Regions from separate parts of the Gossypium hirsutum genome. Here region 1 is linked to region 2. A link is a contact called in public Hi-C data. All regions are on one chromosome and are shown on one strand. Each heading gives the region's core, a stretch centred on a gene start, on an enhancer-like site or on the middle of the called end of the contact. The rest is flanking DNA. Distances are from core to core; before and after follow the strand shown.

Region 1 (4,303 bases), core at 596-3,095, 160 kb after region 2:
ACGTAGGAATAAGAAAAATATAGGCTTGATAACAATTTTGGCCACTAATGTTCGCATGTTTTGTCAAAATGGCTCTAATTATATTTTTGAGCATTTTTTGGCCATCAACTTTTGTTCTTTTTTTCAAATTACTTTTCCTAACATATTTAATAAAAGTACCATTAAAAAAGTTAATAGGGATGATTTGGAATTTTATATGTGGAATATTTTTAATGAAATGTAATTTATTACTTAAATAACCCTATAAGATAATTACATGTGAAAAATAATAAAATAAATAAATAATACATGAAATTAAAAAAATAACTCTTAATTTGAAGAAAATAAACGTAATTATGTAAAAAAATTAATTTAGTAGAAAAACTTCTCAATAAATAAATATACGAAAGATTGAAAGCTTTTAAAAATAAAAAAGAACGATTGAAACCTTGATTTTATTCATTAAATATGTTCGAAAGAGCAATTTGAAAAAAAAAATCAAAAGTTGATAATCAAAAAAGGCTAAAAAATATAATTAGAGTAATTTTGATAAAATATACAAACATTAATAGTTAAATTTATAATTAAGCCAAAGATATATAATATATTCCTAAATATATACCTAAAAGATATACAATATATTTAGATATTCCTAAAAATAATATTCCATAATAATATCTTAACAAATGTGGATGCCCTTACCAAGGAAAATTATATATGGATAAAGAAGAAATAATTTATTTAATAATTTATATAATTAAAAAGTTTATAAACTAAAATATATTTCTCTACTTTTTGGCACGTTCTTTTTTCTCATCCTTTCTTTCTTGTTTCTTTTGTTTTTCCAGTTTTGGTCATGCTTGTTTTGTATTGGTCGTGAATGGCGATTGTGGAAGAGACTCTCGCTGATCTCTCCATTAGTGAGGAGGAAGAGGCTGCACTGCTGTTGGGTTCGGAAGGTCCAGAGGGTGGGGTGTTTTATGGGAACTACTTTGTGGGTTCTTTCTTAACGTCAAGTGTGATTAATTTTCGGTCGATGCGATCAACTCTAGCAAATTTTTGGCATCTGATTGGGGGTATCTCAATTTCAAATCTGAATGAGGGTCACTATATTTTTCGGTTGATGCGAATCGGATTGCGGTGGGGGGTCCGTCTAATTTTAACTCTCATCTTATCATTATGCATCGGCTTAAGGATGGGGAGGACCCTATGGTGGTGCCATTGGTTACTATGGATTTCTGGGTGTTAGTCCATGATTTACCTCACGGGTTTATGTTTGAGATGGTGGAAAAGTAGTTGGGTACTTTTATCGGGAAATTCCATGAATATGATGCGAAAGCAATCTCGTTGGGGTATAAAAGTGTCACGCGAGTTCGAGTCCGGTTTGATATTCGTAAGCCGTTGAAGAGGAAGAAGAAGATTGTGCTAGTTAATGGCAAGTAGGATTATCTGATATTTGAATATGAGAAGTTGACTTTCTCTTCTTTTTTTTTTTCTTTGTAAGAAGCTTGGCCATGAGGAGGGTTTCTGCCCTATTTGGATACTTCAGCAAAAGCAAGACTTCGAGTTTGAGTGGGACATCACTCTACGGGCTCCAACTAGGCAGGTAGTGGCACCAACGAGCATCTGGTTAAGGGAAGATGCGGGTACAAAGGGACAGATTAAAGGGATGTCAAATCCTATGAATTGGGGGATGACGGTAACAGGGCCGATTTTTCCTCCTACAAATATGGGAATAAATCAAAAGGCTGGTTTGGTTGAGAATATAGTGGTCAAGAATAATGTTGTTGGGCTTCTTTCATGGGGTCACGCAATAGGGCCTTTTCTGGGCCTATTGGTGTCTTGGTTCAGTCTCAACCGATTGGGCTTACGCATGTCGATAGACACGAGGTAATGTGCTGTGTTGGGGATGACAGATCGGTTCTGCATTTGGATGGTCTGAAGCGGCCTCGTGTCTAAGAAGATGAGTCAGAGGAGCCTAGTTGTCTAGTCTCGAAGGATGTTTCTATTTCTTTATCGGCAGGCCTAGCTTAGCAATCCAGCCGGTCGCCATGAAAACCTTATGTTGGAATCTCTAGAGTTTGAGGAATTCTCAGACTGTAGGCCGCCTTCAGCATGTGCTAAGAGATCTTAACCCCTCTGTAATTTTTCTCGCTGAACTAAATTATAGATTAATCGTATGGAGAAAGTACATAGGATGTGTGGATATCCAAATGGAGTGGATGTTTGTTCTATTGGTAGTAGGGGGCTTTCGTTCGGTTGGAAGCCAAACTACAATGTCTCTTTACGGTTTTATTCAGGAAGCCATATCGATGTTTTGATAAATGAAGACTTTAATGGTAAATGTTGGAGGTGTACAGGTTTTTTTGGGCACCGAAGAGCCACGAAGGGCGGATTCCTGGAATCATTTACAGCAATTGGACGACTGTCCGAATGTTCCTTGGCTCATTTTTGGGGATTTTAATGAAATTGCTTTTTCTTTTGAGAAATAGGGTGTACTGCTGCTTTGTCCTCTTTTCTGGATGATTTGGCTGATTGTTCGTTGGAGGACCTGGGGTATACTGGGGTTTGATTTACTTGGGAAAGGGGCAGAAAGGTTCATAACAATATTCAGGAATGGCTCAACAGAGGTGTGGCAAATGAGGCGTGGAGCCAACTGTTCCCATATTATAAGCTGTCCCATCTGTCGAGGATTTTTTCAGATCATTGTTCCATTCTACTTGATACAAGAAACACACATAGGTTCTTCCTCTAGTTCGTGGTATTTTAAATTTGAGGCGGCTTGGCTGCTAGAGCCATCGTGTGAAGCTGAAGTTAGGAGGTTGTGGGATGGTTTGTTGAGGTCTGTTCTGGATAGACTTAAAACTGTGAGTGAGGGTTTGCTTGTGTGGGCTCGGAAACTCAAGCGTGGTAAAAAGATGACTGGATTAGATTTATAGAGACAACTTGATTTGCTAAATGGGATGGATCCAACTGAGGAGGTTTTGGACGACCTAGTTGATGTGAAGCTTGTGTTGAATCTTGCTTATGATAAAGAAGAGCTTTATTGGAAGTAGCGAGCTAGAGCCAACTGGTTGAAACATAGGTACCGTAATTTGGCATTTTTCAACCATTGTGTTACTCAGAAGCGCTGTAGGAATCGTATCCAGGGATTGGAGGCTGGTGATGGTAGGTTGGTTGAATCTGATGAGGGTTTTGGATGCATTGCCGGAGACTATTTTAAGGGCTATTCACTTTGCAAGGAAGTGCAAATGCTAGTGCTATTCTTTCAAGGGTTGAAAGGTGTATTTTAGATGCGATGAATGAGAGGCTGGGACGTGCTTTTACAAATGATGAGGTAGTTGTTGCTCTTAATTCAATGAGTCCTCTTAAGGCAGCTAGGGAGGATGGTTTGGGCGTTGTGTTTTATCAACGTTTTTGGCATAACGTTGGCAATAATGTCTGATGCTTCTGTATTGACATACTAAAAGGTGATGCGCCTTTTTATTCCATTAATCATACACATTGTTTTAATCCCCAAAGTTAGCGATCGCAGTAACATAACTCATTTTCGCCCTATCAGTCTATGTATTCTATTCAAAATTACATAAAAAAATGTTAGTGAACAGATTTCAGAAGGTGCTCCACCTTTGTGCATCGATGAGGCCCAAAGCGTGTTTGTTCCTAGCCGTCTTATTTCGGATAATGTGGTAACTGCATATGAAATCCTCCAGTGGGTTGATAGGGATCCTTTGCTCTCAAGTACGATATGAACAAGGCTTATGACCATATGGAGTGGAATTTATTGAAACCATGTTACTAACGATGGGCTTTTCTTTAGGGTGGGTGAATGGCATTATGTGGTTTCTCTTCAATCACTTATTCTGTTGTGGTGAATGGTCAGATAGGGGAGAACTTTACTCCGACAAGGGGTCTTTGTCATGGGGATCCGTTGAGCCCCCACTTGTTTCTCATTTGTGAGGAGGGTCTCTCTTCTCTTTTAAGGATGGTGTTGGTTAATGGTCAGATTCGGGGGGTTGCATGTTATTCGAGGAGCACCTTTGATTACTCATCTCCTTTTTACTGATGATAGCCTTATTTTTGGAGATGCTACAGTCGTGTGGGGCGACTACTTTGAAAGACCTTCTACAGCAATATGCAAGTTGCTCGGGTCAGCTTATTAACTTTAAAAAGTCAAGTGTTGTCTTTAGCATAAAAGTGGCTGACGGGAATCGTTCAGACGTAGGCTGCATTTTGAGGGTTCACGTTTCTAATAATATAGAGAAGTATTTGGGTCTCCCTGCTATTATAGGTAGGCATAAGAGACAAGCCTTTGCTAGGTTAC
Region 2 (3,823 bases), core at 850-3,349:
TTCACTGCAAAAAGTTGAAATTAATTTTAGCAAAATTGCATTAATTAAAAGTTATCCATTGAAAACAAAAACAAAAACAAAAACATTACCGGAGTAATCCAGTTAATTGAGCAGCAGTGCCGAAATCGGCTTGTTGTCTTGCCTTGAGGATACTGAACATCAGGCCGAGACGGATTTGAGTGTTGGCACTGCATCGGATCATTAGATCAATTTCGTCGCAAAGCTGCTTGCATTCTTGTTCGATAGCATTGAATTTTGCTTCAACTTGACCTTGCCCTTCTTTGATGCTTTGCTGCTCTTTGCTGATTTTTTTCATATCTATTTTCAACCTTTCAAAACTCTTCATGTATTTTGTTGACTTCATCTTTCTCTAATTCCCAACATAATTCAAAATTTAGAGCAAAGTTAAGTAACAAAACGAATATCAATCTCTAATTACTAAATTTTGTATCAGAATTTTAAAGCAAAGACATTACCAAAAAATAATGAAACTAAAGTTCACAATAAATTTTTAAAAAGATTTTAAGTTGGAAACCCTAAATTTTGTTTTTAGTAGAAAACAATTGCATGGCATAAAATACTTCTTAATGTAATATCAATCATTCAGGGAAATTTTGTCTTTAAAGAATTCTAATTTTACATAAATCTACCTATATGTCATGGATTTTGCATAGATAATTTGCTACATGAAGTTAATATATCAATTTTACATCACATTCCTGAAAATATATACGTAAATTCATTCTAAATCTAAAGTTAAGGATCTTATCAATTTTAGCCAAGACAACTATTTCATGTTTGCTTTAAACTACATGTTACAACCTTTGACTGTTGATGATGTGTTAGAACAAGCTGGAAAATATAATGAAGGCGAAACACAACTGTAAAAAAGAGTTTAGAGTTCCCTACATACCTTCGGCTTTTTACGCAAAATGAAACGTCGTTTTAACGGCTCCATTGAATACTGAAAACGGGACGACAAAAAGGGACGCATCATGTAGTTTTTGCAAAGGACGGCCAAAGACATGAGGAACCTATTTAGTATTTATAGGAGGAGTAAGTCGGTTGTGCATTAAAATTCAGCCAGCTTTTCTAACCATGTCCACACACCGGCGGCCTACATTCCTTAATCGCGCGATCACCCAACGATTAAATTCAGAGCTGGCATGGCTCGCGCGCGATTTTATTCCTTTTGAAATAAAAAATGCTTTGCTCAAGGAAACAAGATATCTCACCGGTCAAACTTAAATATTTTTCTTAATTTAAAACATTCCCCCAACAACTACAAGAGTTTATAAGTCGGTATTTAGGTTGAGTTCAAATCCATCTCTTCTCTCAAATTTGAATGTCTTCAAAAAATTTTAAGAAGTTCATACGCAACAGAAAGCAAAGTTTTCTTTGAATTTGAAGAAGAGATGAAAAATAAATGCATGATGACTATTTTTTTCAAAAGAAAAAAAAAAGTAAACTTCCAGATTATTCTCGTTTAGTTTACAAGGAATTCTTTTTTCCCCCTCTTTTCTTCAAAGAATTTGCAGGTCTTTTACCGAATAAAATGGATAGATAAAAAAAATGAAATCTGCATATAATTTTTGCGAAATTAAACTATTTGATGAAGAAATCTAACTGAACAGTCACAGAAATAAACAAAGATTACAAGTATTAATTGAGGATACTTGAATTCTTAAATGAGCGCGTTGTCGATCGACATCTGGGCATCCATAACACTTACTGGATCTAGTATCGATGGCCAGAAAAACAGAGATCAGGCATGCGACATTTGAAAAGAAACAGAGAGGAAAAAATGAAAATAGGCAAAAGATCCGAGAAATGAAGAGAAAAATTAACAGAGAATTAAACCAGACCGCAAGGCAGCCGTGTAAAAAGACCAATCGGAATTAAGCTACTGAAGAGTAGACGGTGAAGACTCTGAAATACAAGTGCTGTAAAATTGCGATGGCTGCCCGCTTTTACTCATTTAATTAATCGGAACTCGTGACCCACTATAACATTGTAGCGGTTTTGCTTTGAAACTCGAGCAATATATAAGCGGAGTGTGATTTTCTTGAGGCTATTATGAATAGTGGTAATGTCACAAATTGTGTTGAAGCAAGAAGGTAGTTAAGAACCAAAATTAAATAGCAGGTGTTGAAACCATTTTTATTTTAAAAAAATTTAGATGGTGGATATTTTATTTTATTAAAATATTAATTTTGGCTTACAAAATTTAAGAAAACGGGTTTGGGAGTCGGTTACGTACGAGGAAGGATTGGCATCCTCGCAACGCCTAAAATTGATACTTAAAATTGATACCTAATTGATTAATTAATGTCCTAATGTCGAAAATTTGAAAAGATTTTAAAATATAATTTCTTTTAAAAAACATTTGAATAACTTGAATTGGATGTTAAGATTCTCTTGTCCCAAGAAAATAATATCATATCCAGCACGTTAGGACACAACCTTTTAAACCCTCAGAATCAAGATCAATCTCTTGATTTTTGAAACTCATGCATTGAAAACTCAAAAGGGATATTTGGCCGTTTGGTCAAACGAAAAATTAAAACCCAGTACATTAGGGCACAATTTCTCGAATTTCCAAACACGAAGTATTGCATTGTTTTTTAATTTAAGAAAACATGGACGAAATTTCGAAAGTATATTTAGTTATTCGATCAAATGAAAAATCGAAATCCAGCACATTAGAACACGATTTCTCGTATCACTAAACATGAAATAGTACTTTGATTTGAGAAGTTTTTAAATAGGAGCGATTATAAAAACGAACTTGAAATATATTCGTTTAGTTTACTTAAGGACAAAAGGCAATTGATATTGGGTGAAAATTTGGAATTTAAAACTTGATGTGATAATAAGAAACAAACAAGCATAGTATCGAGCATGAAATAAAAATACGTAGCAATAGTATTACATGAATGATAAAAAATAATAAGAAAACTCAAAGGAACAAATTAGGGTACATGCAATGGCAACACGTCATACATTATACAAACACTAATATTAATAACCGAAGGCTAATGAATTAAAAGCCAATTTTAAAAGAAATTCCAAGCAAATTACACAAATAGAATATAACGAGTTTTAAAATAAAATAAAATGAATAATATAAAAGAAAGAAAATTTGAAAACATCGTTATACAAACAATACAAAAATTTTAAAACAAGTAATAGATATAAGAGTTTAAAATAGGTAAAAAGATAAAAATAAATTATATATAAAATAGTAATATACAAATGAATTTTAAAAATAAATATTATAAAGTAAGTAATATACAAAATAATACATATATGATATATGAAAAAAAAACTTAATATAAATAATTGATATATGAAAATATAAAAAGATATAAAAGTATTTGAAATAAACAAAAATATATGATAAAATAGGGTCTTTATAGGAAATAAATTTTATATTAATAGATTTTTAAAGAAAATATATACATAAAATAATATAGCATCAATAATATATACATAGAATAAAAAAAATTTAAGCTAAATTATGTTAAAATATAGAAAATGTATAAGAATATTTAAATTAAATATCACATAAATCTTTAAAACATAGAAATATATAAAAGAGAAATTTAAAATAAGTGAAATTGAGAAAGATATAGAAAATATACAAAAGAAAGTAACAAAAACACTAAAACAATGCGAGATCAAACGAAAAATAAAATGTTAAAACAAAATTTTTTAAAACGATAAATAATGAAGAAGTTATAAAGAATAAAACACATAAACTAAAACTTAAAAAAACAGACTCTATTGAAGTAAAAACAAAATCAAGGAGTGATTTACAAAC

What was found. Hi-C and Micro-C count contacts between places; a contact is called where the count stands out from the background.
Region 1: a Hi-C map of leaf shows a contact between it and region 2, with 1.6 times the contacts expected there. The contact joins the enhancer-like site here to the promoter of LOC107895152 in region 2. A contact is called at or near these places in 2 of 34 Hi-C or Micro-C datasets (callus and leaf).

What each region holds. Positions count from the first base shown.
Region 1 is chrA13:90,032,971-90,037,273 of Gossypium_hirsutum_v2.1, forward strand. No RefSeq gene overlaps it. Among protein-coding and RNA genes, the nearest start is that of LOC107895149, 4.3 kb to the right of the region's middle. Within about 2 kb of position 1,846, at least 9 of the 9 cell types and tissues checked have an H3K27ac peak or open chromatin away from gene starts, as enhancers often do. A contact at or near this core is called in leaf, where this site is marked.
Region 2 is chrA13:89,870,031-89,873,853 of Gossypium_hirsutum_v2.1, forward strand. LOC107895152 reads right to left here and starts at 2,100. Exons shown (of 5, transcript XM_016820400.2): 1 at 1,866-2,100; 2 at 1,677-1,737; 3 at 914-1,189; 4 at 90-370; 5 at 1-4. The coding sequence starts at 1,027.